Regions from separate parts of the Anser cygnoides genome. Here region 2 is linked to region 1. Evidence: chromatin contacts called from public Hi-C data. All regions are on one chromosome and are shown on one strand. The core of a region is the stretch at or near the end of the contact, and the rest is flanking DNA. Distances in the headings are between cores, read along the strand shown. Region 1 overlaps CCDC170 (coiled-coil domain containing 170). Region 2 overlaps SYNE1 (spectrin repeat containing nuclear envelope protein 1).

Region 1 (3,529 bases), core at 90-2,589:
TGTTTTTGTTGCTTTTTTTTAACTTGTTCCCCTGAAATGAGGGGAAGGAAGGAGGAACAAAAACCTACACAGCAACCTTGGAAGAGTCCAAATAAAGAGCTGAGCTTCCTGATGATCACAGTTGCACAACCTAGATGATCAAAAGGAAATAAGGAGGTGGAGAACAAGTAGCTCCCATGTGTCTTTTAACTGACCAAAACCCATTCTCTGGAACAACATTTTCAGAAAATGCAAGAAGCACGCGTTCTGCTGACATAAACTTACAAGCTTCCTGTGGAGTGTGTAACTGTGTTCATGATTATGACTGCTACAAAACACACCAAAAGAGAAGGCCAGATGGCTAATACAAGCAGCAACTGGAACTACCTGAGTAATAGGACATGTATATAGCTGAAAACTACACATGCTAAAACTGAAAGCATAAAACCTTGCATTTAGAAATTACAGCTTATTAAAACATCACAGAAACCTGTCTACTCAACACTGCACTTTCAACACAGCTTTCTCAATGAGATAAATAAATGAAATGTCCTCCTAATAAAAAAAAATAGCATCATGTCTGCTTTCCTCCAGTCCTCAAGTACCACAGCAGTCTTAAGTGAGAGCTTACACACCACGGCTAGTAAAAGCTATTTCAGCTTCAGAGTCTTTTACAGGGTTGCAGTGCTGACCCTAAGAACTCCCTGTCAGCAGCCTCCTCTTTTAGAGCACGAAGGGTGTGTCTCAGATGCCTTTCCTTTGGCTACGTGTTGCATGGAGACAGCCATCTGATGGTTTGATAAGAAAGTTCCAAGTTCTTTAAGGTTTCCTTAAGCCAGAAAACATGATGTTAAAGGAGCATCCAGAGTTTACAAGAGGTTAATAGAGACTCTTGCACATATTATTTTGAAGTTAGAGTGTGACATGTAGCCCTTCTATTTCATTCTACATCAGCACTGGTTTCCAGGCTGAGATAAATTAGAAGTTCAGCTCCTGTCCAGTCTAAATAGGAAAAAAAATGAACAGTTTTCTAAACAGGTGAATATCTAGTAAAATAACTCTCTATCAAGAAACACATACAGAAATCCTTGAGGAATAAGGCAAAACTACTGGTTTGGACTCTGGCAGAAGGTAAATTACTTTGGATTAGTTTTTATAATATTGTCGACTCTTTAATCTTTCTTCAGTTCCCTAGTAGAGACCAGCATTATATCCATCAAGTTTAATCACATTCATCTCCTCAAAGACACTCAGCAGTGCTCTTTCACAGAGGAGTTGCCACTCTCATCAAGCCAGACTGATACACGCAGCACAGCTCACGGTCATGTACAGCAGAGCACAGCCTCTGAGATAAAAGCGCTGCCAATTTTCTCAACACTTTATCATCATTCTAAGGGAGTAAGGCACGGCCTGGGCCATCTCTTTGCTACTTTGTCTTCTTTTTGCTTTATTCCACTTGTTTCATATTGTACAACCACATGGAATTCTTTGAGGTAGAGAGCTTTGTTTCATCCTGTCATACAGCATGGCTCCAAAACCACAGCTACTGCTAGCAAATACTAACACTGTTTACATTATTTATATGTTATTATATTTATATTACTGTATTGGCGTACATTTTCTTTTTCTTCCCTAAAAAAAGACAACTGCTTCTGACTCTACAGAAAAAGGCACACATCTCGAAACTGATGAAATAATAAAATTACAGATCACAGCTGAAGAAGGCCCCATTCCTCAGCAATAATCAATGTAAGAAAGCCCTTTACAGATGGAATTTCTAAAACCTACATTTGTTATACAAAGGTAGATTTTTAAATGGTGAGTATTTTAAAGAGATAAAGATAGACATCCAGAAGGATTTAAAATAAGCCAGGTGCAAAAGTCAACAGGAATTACCTTTCACTCATTTATGGTTTTAGTGAGATTTATAGAAGCAGTTCTCAAGTGCCTTAGCAAATACGAAGCTAATCACTGCAACACCACACTAGGAGAGCTGCTATACTTATAACATTTGGGGGAGGAGGGGAGGGAGCGTACATGTCTTAATATTTAAGTAAATAGCTTTCCATGTTTTGCCAGCAGCTATTCACAAGTCTGGTCATTAGTCATGCATATAACAACTCCATTAACCGGGCTTGACTCTACTACAGGAGTAAGATTTACAATGTACATGTGGGGATTTTGTCACTCCCTGGAAAAAATCAGATTTGTAATGTCTCATGAGTACTACATAGTTTATACTGATTACAGTTATGTGAATAAAATGAATAACGCGCTAAAAGAATAAGAGGCAGTACACAGGAGAAACCTGCATATATTATAATTCAATGAGCTCTAGAGCAGTCTGGGTTTTAAATGTTTCACCCATTCACATTATGAAATTTCTATCTCTTCCCATTTACCAGCAAGAAAATTAAGCTTTCATTTTACTTTCAATGCCAAACAGAAGATAAATCTATATTTACAATATTTAAGAGTAATATTTACTTAAACCTTTAGCTTCATTAGCAATAGACATTCTTTAGAGGATGAACAACATGAGGTCATCATTGTTATTATGTGGTGTGGGTTTTTTCATTTTTTACCAGATAACTACTTCCACCATTTTGGAATCTGGCCTGTAATTGGCAAACTTCACTTAATTCAGAATTGACAGAACATCAACAATATTCACTAGATTTATACCTACCCATACACTTCAAAATCCATCAGCTGTTCAAGTCAGTCACTCCCATTCTGCTTTTATCAGCTTTTCCTTTATTAACAATGTCCTTTCCTGCCACACTTCTAATTTCGACCCTGGCAAACACTGCTAACTCTGCCCCCCTCTCCCCCTTTCCCAAAAGATATATATTTTTTTAATCTCTACAAAAATAGAAAGCCCTCAAAAAGTAATCACTGACCACTACACTGAGTGACTGCCGGTACAGTCCTTCCTTGCCTCTTGCCCATAGCAGATGAACACTACTCAGGGCAGGGAAGCACTTAGGCACATTTGGATTGGCAGACCAAAAATAAATAATGACTCACGAACCTTTATTGGCTCCATTCTTCCTTTGTTTCTAAATGGAAAAAAAAAATAGAGGTTGAAAACAGGTGATAATAGTTTGCATTCTGAAAACAAACAAAATCCTGAACCTATTTTTCTTCCTAATGCAACTTTATGCTTACAGGTGTATATATACATAAAAATTGTTCTAATTTCTGAAAACTCAATGCATTTTCCTAACGTAGCGGCACAGATGATTATTATTTGTTGCAACCAGCACGAAGATGACATCCAATATAAAATACTGAGATGAACATTTTTATAGAAAAAATTCTATACAGAATTCATCTCCCTCAGAAATCACAGGGAAATTTTAGTCCCAGGACAACGGAGAACAATAGGAAATCATTTTGCACGGGCTCAACAACCAGAAAAGGGAGCTTAAACACCATGTTTTGATTGTAAATATTCTAACTACAGTTAGAAATGTAATATTAAAAGTTTGTTGTCATCCAGCACCTGATTAGCTTAACGTTCTGACAAAATAATCAAAATATGTTC
Region 2 (3,359 bases), core at 563-3,062, 270 kb before region 1:
TGGTTATTTGTCAAATAACAGCTCTAGATTTCTTTCTTTGTTATCTCCAGAGTGTTAGCTTCCAAATGCATAGCACTTTTTATTTCTACCTTGCATACTGTAATCTTAAACACCTTTTCCTACTTCTTAAGTCTATTTCTGATCTCTGAGTCACCCACTTCGTTCTGTGCAATAAGCTAATCCTATTTTGTATTTGTAAAGACTTCCAATTTCAGTCATAGAAATGAAATTTGCTGTTCTTATATTTTGTGCAGTAGTCTTTTCATAAATATATTAAATCAAGGCTCATCCTTGATTAACTCCAGTAATAACATCCTACTAGCCCAGTACTGCTGCTCTCAATATAAGACTGTTGTCTGCATTCCATTAGTCAATTCCCCATTAAATTCACTTTATTTATTCCTATCAGTTGCTTGAATTATAAATTGTTCTGTTATAATCTTTCAGATGTTTACTGCAATCCAGATAGATTAGTTCAACCATATTTTCATTGTCCAAAATAAATAAATAAATTAATTAAATTATATAAATTAAATCAGTCATCTTTAAATGCAGGTACTCATCTGAGCTGAAATTAGACTTCAACTTGCCCATCTGATCTACAGCCTGGTAAATTAGCTTCTCTCTTGAAATGCTTCAGAAAGAGTTCCAATTTCTCTGACATTAAAAACTCCCAAAGTAAGGGTAACTATTGCTTGCACTTCTTAGGTTAATGTGAGAGATTTCTGGACGTGAAGAAGCTTACATCTGGCCAGGTCTGCAGCTGTGCCTCCTCCTTTGTCGAGTTAGCGGGAATTATGTATGGAATGAGTAGCAGGTGGTCTTACTTCCTTGCATCCAGAAACAGCATCCTGTGTGATAAATGGTGGAGCAGTCAGAAGAGAGACAGCGGAAGATGCAAGCTCAAGAGAAAGAAATTACATTTTTTTCTCCAAACTGGCATACAATACTTCAGCTTTCCCTTCTCCTGCTGGAGTAGATGGGAGTTCTGCCTCTTATCTTTAGTAAGGCTTTCTGTTAACAAAGTATGGATATTTTTAACCATCTCTTCTTACCAAATCCATTAAACACTCTAAACTGAGCATTCCATTTTTCAATTATGTCCATTACAGAGGAGTACCTGCAATAAACAGTGACAGTACAGCACTTGAACATTTTAGAATTTACCCTCTGAAGATGTTTTCATAATGATTCATTATTTACTTGTTGAATTGTTCCCATGCAATATTAGAAACTGTTGTTCAACAACCTACTTCACTGCAGAGAGTTTCAATATACTTTGCCATGAACTGCTTTAATTTTTGAAAGAGAATCTATGTTCCTTGCTGAGACCAGCCATGCAGTTTATACAGTTCGACTCTTTTTCCTGTTTGTTGTTTTAATTTTTTGTTTATTTTGTGTGTTTTTTGGTTTTGGTTTTGGTTTGTTTTAGTAAATCACAAAGCAAAAAGTGCTGGATTATGCTACAGCAACAGTAGGAAAAGATTTAATAATAATAACAACAAAAACAAAAGTAGATGCTGACTTTGCCTTTTGATTCTGCTTTTTAGTAATTTATTTACTCATCATTAAACAGCAGTTACCAACTGCAGAAATACAACCTTTTTAGTTTGGGATTAACAACATATGTACAGTGAGAGCCTTGTAAATAGGTGGACTATGCAATCAAGTGCTTGGAAGGTAATTAAGCACTCCTTGTTCCCTTTGTTCCTACCTCAGCCCATTAATTTTCTGTCTTGGCATTCTTGGACAGTAGAAGTCCCGATCTAATTGAACTTTAATATGGAATGCTCTGATGCTGTTAAATGTGCCATATCCTTTCCATGTGTTCTTTATAATACGTGATCCTGCATAATTCAACAAGCAGCTTTCCATCCAGGCTAGAATAACGTGGATTAAAACAGCATGTGATCCGTTGTTTTGATCATCCCTCCATCCTGGGATATGTAGGTCAAGTTAATCATTTAGCTTTCCTGAAGTGTTGGTGGTTTGTTTTGTTTTGAATTGTTTTTGGTTTTGTTTTATGGCGGTCTTCTTTCTGTCTGGCTTTCTTGAAGTCTTCACAATGGAATGATACATATGTATAAACAAAATATAAAAATAATCTCAAGCACAGGAAGAAGTTTTTTCCTGAACATGTGGAAAGGGGGCCCTTGCGAAGCCTCATATAGTTTTGAAGATGATATTTTGGTTTTTGTATGCTTTCTCACATGGATTCAGATTTATCTGTGAGACAAGATCGAAAGGACAAAGAAATCAAGAAACCATCAAGACTCGCCTGACTGGGGAGCATTTGACCTCAGCAGACCTGATCTTCCATACCTTTAAGTTGAGACTAAGTGCATCTTTATGAGTATTTTTGTCTCTTAAACCCTAGCAAACTATAGGTTTTCTGCAGCTTCACAACCACAGCAGCTACACATATGGTTTATAGCGACATATCTATGGCAAAATTCATGGCATAACATTTGAATGGAAGATTTCATGAGACTAATGATTTGAAGGCCCTAAGTTCTTCCATTTTTGCCTAGTGCTAAAATACAATACTTTACCATGTCATTTAATTAGCACACTCAGATCATCCATGTTCTGATATTAACTTGCAAAATCTCTCTTTTGAGTGCTCCACTTACCTCAAAACCTGTTGTCTGTGTATTAGAGCTCTGTCTGTCAGTTTCAGTCAAAAGGGAAAATGTGAAATCTGCTTCTTTATCCTTTATTAAAAAATTATTGGATTTTTGTGCTTAATTTGAAGTGACCCATTAGAAATGTTTGGAAATGTCTCCCATGGATTTCTGATAGATAAGTGCCATTTCAAGACAGATCCATAGACACAAGGGATACAATCACTCAGATGTCCTGTCAGCTGAGCAGATAGATTTTAACTGCTGATCCAATGCAAGATTCGAAATACAATGTGCTTTGTAGAAAATGAGTCCCCATTGCCTGAAGATTGGTATGTTAATTAACTGAATATTGATTTAACTGTATCTTATTGCATTATACACTTGTGGATAGTATAAAAGGAAATTAATTTAGAAACTTCTGCAACCAAATACAGTTGCCATTTTAAATGAGGATTCTTTTTTAGGCAGTGTGCAGTGAGCATGTGACAAGTATGTCCCACTTTTTATTTTCCCCTTCTCTAGAGCACAGTTAAGTGTAGAGTCTTCTCCATAACTGATGAAGGGGCTGTGGTGTCACAAAGTCCATTCCATTGTGATTATTTGTTTTTTTCTTATCCAGTCTAGAAACATGGGGTCTTTTAAGACAGCTGGGGAAATAGCATGTTCAGTGAAAGATACCTCTGCTGTTGTCAATCAGTGTGTACAAATTCTACACCAGCCTTCAGGGACAGC

What was found. A called contact is a pair of places that touch in the nucleus more often than the background predicts.
Region 2: a Hi-C map of granulosa cells shows a contact between it and region 1, with 1.6 times the contacts expected there. The contact joins two enhancer-like sites. A contact is called at or near these places in 2 of 7 Hi-C or Micro-C datasets (granulosa cells and liver).

What each region holds. Positions count from the first base shown.
Region 1 is chr3:53,964,116-53,967,644 of Taihu_goose_T2T_genome, reverse strand. The region is part of intron 5 of CCDC170 (coiled-coil domain containing 170); the gene reads right to left. Among named protein-coding and RNA genes, the nearest start is that of RMND1, 20 kb to the right of the region's middle. Within about 2 kb of position 1,339, at least 1 of the 3 cell types and tissues checked has open chromatin away from gene starts, as enhancers often do.
Region 2 is chr3:54,231,869-54,235,227 of Taihu_goose_T2T_genome, reverse strand. All of the region lies in intron 145 of SYNE1 (spectrin repeat containing nuclear envelope protein 1), which reads left to right. Among named protein-coding and RNA genes, the nearest start is that of ESR1, 190 kb to the right of the region's middle. Within about 2 kb of position 1,812, at least 1 of the 3 cell types and tissues checked has open chromatin away from gene starts, as enhancers often do.